Regions from separate parts of the Zea mays genome. Here region 1 is linked to region 2. A link is a contact called in public Hi-C data. All regions are on one chromosome and are shown on one strand. The core of a region is the stretch at or near the end of the contact, and the rest is flanking DNA. Distances in the headings are between cores, read along the strand shown. Region 1 holds the start of LOC100282891. Region 2 overlaps LOC103641294 (HEAT repeat-containing protein 6).

The links. Hi-C and Micro-C count contacts between places; a contact is called where the count stands out from the background.
Region 1: a Hi-C map of tassel shows a contact between it and region 2, with 3 times the contacts expected there. The contact joins the promoter of LOC100282891 here to the enhancer-like site in region 2. A contact is called at or near these places in 5 of 25 Hi-C or Micro-C datasets (ear, endosperm, leaf and 1 more).

Annotation. Positions count from the first base shown.
Region 1 is chr10:81,994,576-82,001,231 of Zm-B73-REFERENCE-NAM-5.0, forward strand. LOC100282891 reads left to right here and starts at 3,266. Exons shown (of 3, transcript NM_001369248.1): 1 at 3,266-3,528; 2 at 5,040-5,965; 3 at 6,318-6,552. The coding sequence starts at 5,040. The coding sequence ends at 6,318.
Region 2 is chr10:81,891,938-81,899,044 of Zm-B73-REFERENCE-NAM-5.0, forward strand. LOC103641294 (HEAT repeat-containing protein 6) reads left to right here. Exons shown (of 29, transcript XR_004853185.1): 26 at 1-52; 27 at 151-228; 28 at 799-1,274; 29 at 1,457-1,732. It also overlaps the pseudogene LOC103642556. Among protein-coding and RNA genes, the nearest start is that of LOC103641294, 33 kb to the left of the region's middle. Within about 2 kb of position 2,029, at least 20 of the 20 cell types and tissues checked have an H3K27ac peak or open chromatin away from gene starts, as enhancers often do. A contact at or near this core is called in ear, endosperm, leaf and 1 more, where this site is marked.

The DNA of each region.
Region 1 (6,656 bases), core at 2,016-4,515, 100 kb after region 2:
GGGGTCAGTGTTTTTCTTGTCTTCGGCCATTTCGGGGATGGTCGCGTCAGAAAGCCGAAGCTCGCAAACAATTAAACTCAGAGAACATGAAAACTAAACAGCAGCTACAACACGAAAGCTAGATGACATGAAAAATATATGTGACACAACCTTCTATATATATACTCAGAGCCCCAAAGCTCGGTGGGCCCCACGGGTCAGAATGATTCGCTATTCTAGCGAAGGGAAGGTGTTTTTTCGACCTTCGGCTAAAGGCCTTCGTTCACGTCGCAGTCTGAATTTGCTATAATAAAACAAATTAATACTGTGAGGGGCTACTGTTGGGGGCCTTCGTCTTCCGAAGGTCCTCAAAAACATAATTAACCATTTGTTTTCAGCATAAGCTATTACATGAAGCTTCGTGTTCAGGATGCAAGCCTCTTCCTCATAATGAAGGCATATGAGATGAAGATAGATCTAAAGATGATAAGAGTAAACGCCGAAGCTATCGCCAAATGGACAGCTTTGGCTCATAACAGAGATGAAGTATGATGATGATGATGATGACCGAAGGGGAAAAAGACTACTTAGTCCTTAATGATTTGTATTACGGTCATACGTGAATATTGGGGACATAAATGTACTTTTACCTAGGCTGTGTCTCGTGCCTATAAATAGATGAACAGTAGCAGCGTACTGTTCACGCTGAATTGTAATCACTCTCTCACGTCTTCACCTTCGAGCAAGCCGAAGGTACCAATGTAATATGAATCATGTTGATATTCATATATGTTTTGTAGAATGCAAATATGAATGGATTAACGATATATAGTTATTGCTTTCGTTTCTTTGTATTCTTGTTCACATATTGAATGATGAAGGTATACCCTTCATGACCTTCGTCTGATGATTATTATATCCTTAGGGAAATAATGCTTCGGAAGACGAAGGTCCCTAATGATTAACAATTGTGTTGTCTTGTTCTTGATTCACATCATTTGAGAACAAGTGACCAACAACAGGCAATCACCTTCCCCACGATCTGAGGGCACGAGGATGGTACACTTTTGGGTCGACGGTGGCGGCTACGCTCCTAACTCAGGCGCCGGACTCCTAACCTCACACTAGTATGGCGTCTCGGCTAGATGGTTCAAGGAAGAGGTCTCAGGTTATTTAGCCGCTGAGGGGCACTAGGATCACAACAAACTCTGATTCCCCGATCATTCCAGCTGGCGGCGGTTACGACGAGTCGGTTCTCGCGAAGAAGATCCATAGGGCGAGGGGAGAGGGATTGACATGAGGGGCCCTCGGGGCAGTGGTGGAGATGCTCGGGTGCGCGCGTGCATGCGGCGAGGGGCGGTTGGTGAGCGGGCCTAGGCTGCCAGCGAGGGAAAAGGGAGAAAGGCGCTGCCGTAAGATGACACGGCGACTCGGGACACTGACAGGTGGGGCCATCCTGTCGACGCGGCTAGTGGGAGCGGTGGCCAACTGGGCCGGCCAGATTCGGCCCAGCCGCGAGGAGGAGCTTCTTCTTCTTCTTTTATTTATGCTTTCTATTTTCTATTTTTATTTTCTCCTTTTGTTTTCCTATTTCACTTTTCAAATCTCAACTTCAAATTCAAATTTAGATGCAACATCATAAAATAAAATTCAACATGATGCATTATTTTGAATATTTCTTTTAGTATCTATTTTAACAAAGAGAAACATGTTCCATTAATAAAACACATAATCATATAACACTAACATTACTTCTTAAATGACTCAAGCAGTGAGAATTCCATGTTAGGGTTTACATAACAATGGCGGCATAGGTGGACATAGGAGAAGAGCGAGGACTGAGGAGGGTTGAAGGCGGAGGCGGACCTCAGGCCGAATTTTTTGCATTTTAACCCTTCCTCGAAAAAAAATTCACGTTTAGACCTTAGAAAATTTTAATGTCATTTTTGGACCCTTTGCTCGGCGCCGTAGCTTATGGCGCCGAGGTAACACACCTCGGCGCCATAGTCTATGGCGCCGAGGTACGTGCTGCGTTGGCACAAACGGACGTCGTGGCGCGCGATGTGGCACCGAGCTCGGCGCCATAGATCTTGGCGCCGAGCTCAGTTTTGTACAAAAAGTTGGTTTAGCTCAGTTGGCAAAACACAAGGTTCTTAACCTTGATGTTGCGGGTTCGAGCTCCATGGTGGACGTTTTTAATATTTTTTGTCTTTGTTACTTATTTGTTTTTTTTTGTTGTACAAATTTTTCGTTTATGTCACTAATTTCCTTGATGTTTGGGACAATTTGCTGGAAATTCGGTTCTAGAAGGTATGCTCCCTGATTGATTTTACCGCTAGCAAATTTATCTGAATACTTACACAATTTTTTTTCTGCTGAACTGAAGCGACCAAATTTTTTTTGTTGATGTGTAATTGCCAGGGAGACCCAACATGATATATTCAATGCGATGGGTGCCATGTATGCAGCGGTGCTGTTCATAGGAATTACCAACGCCACTTCTGTTCAGCCTGTGATCTCGATCGAATGATTTATATCTTATAGAGAGCGAGCTGCTGGGATGTATTCAGCGTTGCCTTTTGCATTTTCTCTGGTAACTCCTGTCAAAGTGTTACCCCTGTTAGAAATAATCGTTAATGCTTACCCCCTGCTAGAAATAATCGTTAATGCTCATAAACAAAAAATCTGAACAACAAAAAAAACAAATTAGTGACAAAGACAAAAATATTAAAAAATACTCACTGTAGGGCTCGAACCCACAACCACAAGGTTAAGAGCCTTGTGTTTTACCAACTAAGCTAGGCAGGCTTTATGTACAGAATGGAGCTCGGCGCCAAGATCTATGGCGCCGAGCTCGGTACCACGTCGACGCCACGACGGCTGTGTGTGCCAGCGCAACACGTACCTCGGCGCCATAGCCTATGACGCCGAGCTGTGTTAACTCGGCGCCATAGGCTACGACGCCGAGCAAAGGGTCCAAAAATGACATTAAAATTTTCTAAGGTCCAAACGTGAATTTTTTTCCGAGAAAGGATTAAAATGCAAAAAATTCGGGACCTCAGGGGGTGTCGAGACGATGATGCTAGCTGGCGAGCGGCCGGCGGTAGCCATGCGGCCCATGCCAAAAGGAACTTTAAAAAGAAGAAGAGACAGTTTGGTATTATCACGCCAATCATGCTGCACCGGGACGGCGGGTCGACGTCGTCACGTCACCAGCGCCTGCCTCCCTTTGTTTATCCCTCGCAGGTCGCAGCTACGGCTACGCAAAAGCTTCCCTTCCTTCCCTGGAACGGCAACGAGACGTGGGAGCTGGGACGGGCAAGTAGTAGAAACCTTCTCTCCTTCCCCAGCCAGGACGCCATACAGAATCCGACGCGATCCAGAAGAAGCCAAGGGCCTCTTCATATCCTCCCGCCTCCCTCTGCGAGGTTCCCAGACCGAGCCATCGCCGGCGCTAGGCTCGGGGATCTTGTCGGGTCCCGTCCCGTCCTACCACTTCGCCGGCGCTGCGTCGCCGTCACTCGTCAGTCAGGACTCAGGATCCCCAAGGTGAGCTTCCTGCTCCCGCGCGCGATTCTCTGCTGCCTGCTGCTTGGTCGTCGGAGCTGGGACGGGCACGAATCGTAGCGTGCGGTACGCGCAAGCGCAAGCCATTCGGTTCAAGAAATCAAGAGTTTGACGGGCGGTCGAGGCTGGTGCCCGATTAATGACTTCGTCAGGTTCGAGAGCCTGATTCGGCTCAGCGGGAGCTTCTTGGGGGTCTCTCCTAGCTCATTGCTCCTGCTTCTATGCTGCCCCTGGGCAAGTTCTTGCTTGTGGAGTAGCTGGATAAGGGACTTGGATTCTCTAGCACAGTGTAGAGCCCTGCGAAAAAAAAGAAGATTTTGCCCCTTTTCTCTGCAGTTGTTGAGCTGCAGAACCTTAAGCCCACAGGGGGACGTTCCCAATTCTGCCAGTCACTCAAGGAACTGAAGGCGTGTGGTAATGGAATGGAAGAGTTTAGAGCTAGAGGTGTTTCTACCTCCATAGTTGGAAGCAAACATTACATCGGCAAAGCTATGCCCTTCTTGCTGAACTGGAACTAATTATGTAGGCGTCCAATTGTCACGGTTGCATCGTAGTTATTTGGTCCTAGTGTTCGGTTCCACATTACCCTGTTCTGGCTGTATAATGCTTCTTCATGGTTGGATTGCCTCCTATTTTGACTATTTTGTTGTGTAAAAAAATGCTGCTCTGTGCACTACACTATTAGTGCTACTCTCCGGATTACAGCCATGCCACGGAGTGTATGTTAGGTTAGTGTTTGGTTCCGGAGCTAGTTCGGATGGAGCGACTCTATACCAGTAACGGCTCCGTCCGAGAGATTTTGGAGAGCCGGATCATTCAGCATTTAAACATATTTTTCCTTTTTTAGAGCCACTCTGTCCTATGCAGAACCAATCTAAATAACAACAACAAATTAGGACTGGAGTGGCTCCGTCAGTCTTATCATACTCCGGAACCAAGCACTAACTTAATCTTAGCCTTCTGGAACTACTGTTTTTCCATAGTTGGTGATACGTTTTTTAGCGAAAGAGTAGGGGAAACCCTTAATGTGGTAAGTATATTTTATTATATTGAAAAAATGAAACACATATGGAAAAACTGTACATGGCCTCAAGAGCCAAAAAAACCCCCCAAATCCCAACAGAACAAGCACCGATTAGTAAACATTCTTGACGATGTGTTAATCACCAACTACTATGCAAATTTGATCACTCACCTAGATGTAAAAGCCATTTGGAAGAAGGATTTTTCGTCAAATATTAACATCGCATTAAGGCGGTAAACGTCTTCATTCAATGTTACAGACCTATATCCCTTATTTGCGAGCAAATTTATGAATTTACACAAGTCGGTGCTTTTGCTGGTGCAATCTAAATTGTATTGTAGTAAGCATTATCATTGCTCTGCTAGCCTTGTGCAACCTGTATATCATAGTCTGTTTCTATTTGTGTGAGAACTCTCAGTTTTAAAAGTACGCGTGTAACTCACTATACCTGGGGATTTTTTCCCTGTAGATGGCTTCTTCAAACGGTGAGGCTGAGCAACAATGGATAGAGAATATCAAGTCAGGAGGAACAGTTCCCTGTCTAGCACCTGAAAACTGTCCTAATGGCTGGGCTACTCCTCCCGGTGATTCATTTATGGTCAGAGGCCCAGAATATCTTACAAACAAGGTAAAAATACCAGGTGGAGAGTATCTTCTGAAGCCTCTCGGCTTTGATTGGATCAAAGGACCAGCAAAAATCTGTGAGATCCTCAAAGACAGTAACCATCGAGTTAGAAAAGCTATCGATGATGAGGTTTCACGTAGTAACCAGCCTTTTGTCTGGGCATTCAACCTGCAACTGCCCAAGGATAACTTCAGCGCAATATTCTACTTTGTGTCGCTGGAGGCTATACCTGAAGGCTCCCTTATGGACCAGTTTTTGAAAGGAGATGATGCCTTCCGAAACTCCAGGCTTAAGTTAATAGCGAACATTGTCAAGGGGCCCTGGATTGTCCGGACGGCTGTTGGTGAACAGGCCATCTGTATACTGGGGAGAGCCCTCTCGTGCAAGTATGTTCAAGGATCAAACTTCATCGAAGTCGATGTGGATATCGGGTCTTCTATAGTTGCAAATGCGATCGTTCATTTGGCATTTGGCTATATCACAACGCTAACTGTAGATTTGGCCTTTCTCATTGAGAGTCAAACCGAGCCGGAGCTCCCTGAGAGACTTATTGGAGCAGTAAGGTTTTCTGAGTTAAATCCAGGATCAGCTGGTTTGTTTGAAAGGCGGTCTGAAGAGCATCAGGAAAGCACTCAGTCTCGGCCTGTAGGATTTTGGCAGGGTTTCTCTCAACTGTTGAACAACCAAGGCAATACAAGGGAGCCATCCCCTAATTTACAGAATACTAATGGAACTTTGCGCAAAGAAGAAGCAAATGAGGATGCCAAATGGTAAGTACTTATCTAAGTGCTTTGTGAGTTGTTTGCCATTGGAATTTAACCTTGCCAGATACACAAAATATCTCTAGTGCATTTTTTTTTAAAAAGAAACAAACAAAGACTGTAGTGTGAGTATGAAAAGGTTGAGTGGATAAGTTATGGCATGCCTCATGACTCATGAACAGTGAAGTACTTTCCTTGTAATTTTCTGTGTTATGTTGAGGACGCTACTCAATCAAATGGCTGTTGCGTCAGCATCATTCTGCTATATCTTTGAAACCTGTCAAAATAAAGGTTTTCTTTTGTTTGATGAAGCTTTATCATGTGAAATAATGGTATATTTGCATGTGCCTCTCTCTTGCAGATTCAGACCCCTACCATTGTTTCGGGGACAATTTATCAGTAGATCACGGCGTTACAATTTACCAGATAGTCCCAGGGCTTTGTTTCTTTGCCCTCACATCTGCTGTAAAAATTATAACTTTGGCCACAGACAAACTGCATAACTTTGTACATAAACTGAATGCTTCCTAAATATTTGTTCCCTTATATAGTTATATGTGAATTGTATGAAGCTCAAGGAAAGATGTTTCATTCCACAGAATGTGATAGTTGAAAGCATCTGCATTTCAAAAAGATAAAAAAGTTTAGGATATCTTATTCCAGTAAAGACGGAGAGGAATGCATCTGGCGGTGAAGTGTA
Region 2 (7,107 bases), core at 779-3,278:
CAATTCATCGTTACCTTCAAATTTCAAACAGAGAGACAACCTCGAGAAGCAGGCTAGTGTCACTGATGCTCATAATAGTGACTTCCTTTGCTCCCAAGCATCCTTATTCGGCAACATTGTTGAAACTCTTGCCCTATTCTTTTTTTACAGCTTACGTTTACTGCTCTCCATTTGCTTAGTTTTGTGTCACCAAACGACGATCCAAGCCTGAAAGATTTTCTTACCAAGGTAAGGATTTCTCCTTTATGTCATGGTATATTAGTGTGTGTTTTATTTTATAAGTCCTCATCTGGAACTATATTCGTAGTGGCAATTGTCATTCAGGTAAATATGACATTGCACATAGGTTTAGGGTTTCGCTGAGCATAGAGCACATAAGTTGAGTACTCGAGTCTGTTTTACTATTATTAAGTCATGGAAATGAAAGCATAGGATGATGATACCGTTGCAATACTTGCTAAAGAACGAACAAAAATAAACACTATTCTACATTTTCTCTTGGTCTTACGACTAGTGGATTGTAACGTGGGCCTAATTTGTTTGAATCTCCTAGATGTACAGGTGTATATATGTAGTGTTGCTTTTGTACATGTATAAGCGAAACACTTCATGATCCATGCAGGAATAGAGAAGTAACGTTCTGTACTTCCTGCTCCATTCCATGTAGATTTCCTGTTCACTGCAAATTCTTGCATGGTCTAAACCTGTAATATCAACTGCCGCAACTGTTCTCTATTAGTCTAATGGATCTGTTGGTCTTACCCGAGCTAACTCCTCATGGCCACCTGGTCTGAGCAGAAATCGTCGTTCCTAGAAGACTGGCTGAGATCACTATGCGCATCGTTCAACAGCTCGGAGCGCCAGCCCTTGCCAACGGAGGCCACAAACGACGAGGACGGCTTCAGCCCAAACGTGACTCAGAAAGGCATGCTGTCTTCCGCCCTGCAGTCCTTGCTCGGCGTGTACGCGGGCAGGACCCAGCAGGTCATCACCCAGAGATTTGAGCAACTGGCTAGAAGCGTCGCTTGAATGGTGAGCAGCGACGAGCAGTCAGGTGTGGTCTCCACTCCAGCCTCCATTAACAAGCAGCGATATATTGGTCGTCGTCTACCCCTCAGGACGGACAGCGCGTCAGGCAGTGGATCCTTAAATTCTGCCGAATCCCATGAGCTCCAGGCGGCACTTGTCTCGGATCTTGGCTGTCATCATGCACAGGCTCTGCAAGCCTGGCTTGGTCGGTGTTTTCGTCGTTGTTTACTTGAAACATCGTTACTGTGAGTACACACACATATATATATATATATATATATATATATATATATATATATATATATATATATATATATATATATATATATATATATATATAAGTTGGCAGTCTTCAAAGCTCAGCGTGACCGGACCTCAGCAGCACTGGGTATCTCTTAACTACTTTTCTGGCGTTCCTGACAAACAGGATGGCGCTGTTATGTAGATGGGCCTTTTCCCTGGTCCTGGGGCTTCCTGCTTGCTTGATAAAAGGTTGGTATCACCCGACCACGGTCCACGTGGACGATATTACAAGATGTTCATTGTTCTTGGCAAGAGGGGTCATGAATGCCGTCCAAATCTGTTGGAGTCCGTCGCTAGTGCCACTGCTGTTATTGAGCCCATGTGTGTGTGTGCGCGCGTGTGTTTTGTTCATGTACCAACCTTCATAAATTGCTTGACGCTCTGCACTGTTCGACGATCACTTCCAATGCTCTAGTCCGTAACGTTGCTGAACTGCGCCGTCTGTTCATCGTCGGTACGTGTGTCGAGCCTCTGAACTCTCCTGTTTGATGGGGGGCGGTGAGTGGTGGCTAGAAGAGAACAGCCGACGGGTTGACTGCCGTGGTGTTGCGTGGCAGCTGGTATCGGCAGTCAGCTTGTGTTTCTGGTCCGTGCGTGCGTGTAGAAAAAAAAACCCCCCGTGGGCCTGTTCCGGTGCTGCAACGCTGCCTGGGCCCCGCCGCTTCGTGGCCCATTTCACCTGCAGCGTCTGTCGGATCCATTTCCCCGCCTTCAATTGTTCTTTCCTCCGACTCTTGTCATTCACTGGGTCCCAACAGTTCCATTCACTGCTCGCGTGTCTTCTTCACTGCTGGACTAGGGACTGTCGTCTGTGGGCGACATGCAAATCAAGCTACACGCAAAAGTTTTCCTCGTGCTGATATTTGAGCCACAGCTTTTGTTAGGGTTCTAAATTAATTTTAATCCAAAAATAAATAGAAATAGCCTGATTCTAATCTGATCCCGTTCTTAAATTATATAGTGTAAAACTAAGAGCCCATTGTCACCTTCTACCCACAGCAGCACCAATATCAATCGGTTGCAATACGGGCGCCGAAATGTTAGCGCCTCCATCAATCGTCCACGTGTACTAGAAGCCAAAAAAAAACCCTTAAACAACGGCCTCCCATGTTGGATTGTCGCTGTGCACGCTCCGTCGGCTAACGACACCGTACGTCCGATCCTCATGCATGCATGTACCTGCTGCTTACTGATTGAGTGATTGCTATTTGCTACGGCTGAACACTGAATGAACGGGCGGCCGATCGACACCACTGGTCGTTCTTGCGCGGAAGTAAGATATCTCTCGACTCTAGCAGCTCTCGTATCTTATCTTATATTTTATTTTCTATTTTATACTTTACTATGTAAACAGTACTATCTACAGTGGATATCTACAGTGGATAGAGGGCTAACTACTCTTGTATTGTCTTAGACTGTCTTCAGCGGTTCCCCCTAAATTTCTCCCCCTATATCCCACTCACATGCCACGTCAGCTTTCTCTCCCCCCTATATCTCTACGCTCTACAGCGGTTCCCCCTATATCAAACCTCTATACCCCACTACAACCATAAAATAACATTATCTATATATTTTCATCATCTATTACCATTTTTCTTTCAACTAGCAAATACTGCCGCTCACCAACTTCGAGACAAGGAGACAGACTAGCGTGCCCCTCTATCTGGTGAACTTCTCTGCTCCACCCTACTACTGTATTGCGTAGAGGAGTATTTAGCGTCGAACGCTGTAGTCCAAGAGCGACGCTAAAGGCATGCTGGCAAGGGGAGGGGGCACCGTTGAAGACGGTCTTAGCCCTATCCTATAAAGGGTCTACTACTCTCGTTCAAACGCTCACATACTCATGTGAGAAACGAACAATCATGTTTTTGGAGGAGTATAATCGACACAACCGTTCGAGCGTCACTATCACGCTCCTGCATTGTGTCAACTGTGACTACTACATCAACTAGTAGTATATCTCTTCTAGGGTATGAACCTTATGTTCAACATTTATTGTTTATACTTGTCTAAACTATGTTCATATAGTAAATATATTAGATTCACATAAGCGCCTTATAATTATCACTAATTATTTTATATCGCTTTTCTAGATTAAAATACAACTGAAAAAGTCAAACTTTTTAACGAGGTCAAAGCTGAAAAAAATCTAATTTAGACATCGTTTGTTTTCTTCCAGATTATATAATCTAACTTATGGATTATATAAGCAACTATTGACCTATTTATGGATTATCATAATCTAAATATCTAGAATACATAATTTACCTAATAATTTGTGTTGTTTGTTTACCTATCAACTTATTTAAGCTGAATTATATAATCTAAGGGTAAACAAACATGTCCTATAATCTCTGAGAAATAACTTGACCAGGCGTCTGAATGTACTCGGGTCAAAAAATCCAATCCGATCAGTTATAATCCAAAGAAGTCATTGGATTTATGTGTGCTTTATCGTCAGCATCTAGCATCTGTCTATATCTATGTTTCAGATCGAGTTGCAATTGCGTATGGGTCATATACCTTTCCGCGAGCTGATGACCTTGGGTTTAATTTATGACGTCGTCGTGGTTTTGTTGTTTGTAGCTAGTTACGGGCTCCGGACAAAGGGACGTGCAGTGCAAGATCAGCATGTCTTCCCACACCGTCCGCTTATACGTGCAGTTATGGTCTATATTTTATTTATTTAAATAAATATTTTTTAGTAACCTGCTTCTCCTTTGAAAACCAAAAGCTGAACTAAAATGGTTTAACTTCTCTATAGCTACTTTAATCAACTTTTCTGTAGTATAAATTTGAAAGTAGCTTGTACTGTGCTTTTGTTGCTTATACAAGTTCGTTATGTTTATAAAGAGATGTGATAAATAGAAATTAGAATAACTTTAAAAATAATTAAGTGTATAATAAATGAAATAAAATGTTTAAAATGAAATTGTGAAAATGATTTATTAATTCGATATATTAACAAAGAGATATACCTAATAGAAAAATAAAATAGGATTAAAATAATTAATTAGATATAATGGTTAAGAGATATAGTTAAACAAAGTACATATAAACATAACTAGTATAGTGCTCGTGCGTTGCGACGGTACATAAATATTTGATAAAATTTTAGCGCATAACGATTACATGAACACGAGCAATACATATATAATCATTGACATTAATATTTCATAAATTCTTTGGTCACTGATGGCAATGCCTTCCCCTCGACTGTTCTTGCCCCGTTGCCTGCAGAGGCGCATGGCGTAGAGAGTCACAATAACAGCGATTCGAGGTGCTTGCCGGTGGGAGAAGGTAAAGGTGGTGTTGCAAGTAGGGTGCGGTTGCGACGATGCCTCCCCCTCATCTCACTCGGATGTTCTTGGCCCGCTGTCTACAGAAGCATATGGCTGCGAAGAGTTTGCTCGATGTGGCGTGGAGCAGCAGGACAGAAAGTGGAGAGGGGCGTCATGCGACGACGAGCGGGGTTGAGCGAAGTTTATTCAGTTTTGTTGGGTTAAACTAAGAGACACAAAAAAATTGCATGGCATAAGTAAAACAGTTATCTGCATAAGTCCCCATGTAAGGTCTGTCGCAACGATAGAAAGAATAATTAATTAAAGAGCATGTCAGTCTTACTATGTCTGTGTTGCATGAGGAAATTTAGCTTATCCAGGCTTTCATCTTTCTCAATAAGTACAGGTGTTTTTTCTATCCCAACAGGAACTTCAATCTGGTTGACAAAACATTGAACATAATAAGGAAACCAAACAAAGCAAATACTATAATTTCTAGTTCTAGCAAAGAGAAAGGAAATCACTAGAACAATCTCCCATGCAAAAGCACCACTGTCACGAGCAGCAATTCCACGCTCGTTGCTTGGGATAGCAAAAGCATCCTATGAGCAAACAAGTAAAATCAACACACCAGAAATGCAAATATATTGCACTGCGATATAAACAAAAATATGTAGCATCAGATATGGAAAAAATTCTCAGAGAACAAATACATGGTCATAAGAAGAAAAGTGAAAACAGGTATAGAAAAAGCATAGCATGAAGAAGGGTAGGGACACATATAGTACTCATTTTTGCATGGCACATCTACTTCCATATTTGGGAGCAAGCAAATAGATGGTTTCATTGAAGATCCAGAGTATCAATTAAGCCCACCCTAGCAATCATGCAACAATCATGATGTTCATTGCTCCTAGAAGGGTCTGAACCAGCAGAGACTGCGAATGAATATGCTAGTCCAAACAATTCAAGGTGTTAACAACGATTTAAAAAAATAATAATAGAAAATATCCAGATTGTACGGATATGGTGGTGATGAATTAAAATTCAAGACACCCACAACAAATGCCAACAAAAAATTCAAATTGTAAGGCACATGATGGTGATAAAAAAATCAAGAGTAATCAAAAGAATAATTACCAATATTAACCAACTACTAAAAACTACCACCTATGTGTTGACAAACATAGGAATAAAATTATAACAGAAGGCAGTGAGAGACCTGTTCTTCTCTTGGGAGGGCATCATTGTTAGCACGGAGCTCGGCACACATTCCCATGGCGCAGTCATGAGAGCACCTAGAGGGGGGTGAATAGGTGATCCTGTAAAAACTTGAAACTTAATGCCACAAAACTTGAATAGGAGTTAGCACAATAAAGCCAAGTGGCTAGAGAGGAGTTCTTGCAAGACACGATAACCACAAGAAGATCAACACAGATAGGCACAGTGGTTTATCCCGTGGTTCGACCAAGTCCAACACTTGCCTACTCCACGTTGTGGCGTCCCAACGGACGAGGGTTGCAATCAACCCCTCTCAAGCGGTCCAAAGACCCACTTGAATACCACTGTGTTTTGCTTTGTTTTACTATATCCCGCTTGCGAGGAATCTCCACAACTTGGAGCCTCTCGCCCTTACAATTTGATGTTCACAAAGAAGCACAGAAGTAAGGCTGGGATGAGAAACGCACACAAGACACAAAATTAGAGCACAAACACGCACACAAGTCACAACTCGAGCTCACAACACAACCCAAAGAGTTCTCTACTCAAATGGAGCTCTAGTTGCTATCACAAAGAATCGAATGCACGGAATTGAAGTCTTGGTGCTTAGGAATGCTTAGAGAATGCTTGGTGTCTTCCTCCATGCGCCTAGGGGTCCCTTTTATAGCCCCAAGGCAGCTAGGAGCCGTTGAGAGCATTCCAGGAAGGCAATTCTTGCCTTCTGTCGCATGGCGCACCGGACAGTCCGGTGCACCACCGGACACTGTCCGGTGCGGATTTCTTTCCTATTTTGGCACAGCCGACCGTTGGAGATTCAGAGCCGTTGGCGCACCGGACACTGTCCGGTGCACACCGGACAGTCCGGTGCCCCCTTCTGATCGTTGGCTTTGCCACGCGTCGCGCGCGGATTACGCGGCCGACCGTTGGCCCGGCCGACTGTTGGCTCACCGGACAGTCCGGTGATTTATAGCCGCACGCCGCCGACGAAACCCGAGAGCAACCAGTTCGCCAGAGCCAACCTGGCGCACCAGACACTGTCCGGTGCACCACCGGACAGTCCGGTGCACCCAGACTGCGCATAGTCTTGGCTGCTCAGCCAAGTCTTTTCCAAATTGGTCTTTTCCTGTTTCTAGCACTTAGACACAATACATTAGTCTCCAAAACAATGTACTAAGTCTTAGAAACATACCTTTACTCTTGATTTGCACTTCTTAAGTCTTTGGCACAAATATTACTCAAAGCATTTGTGTGGAGCACTTAATCACCAAAATCT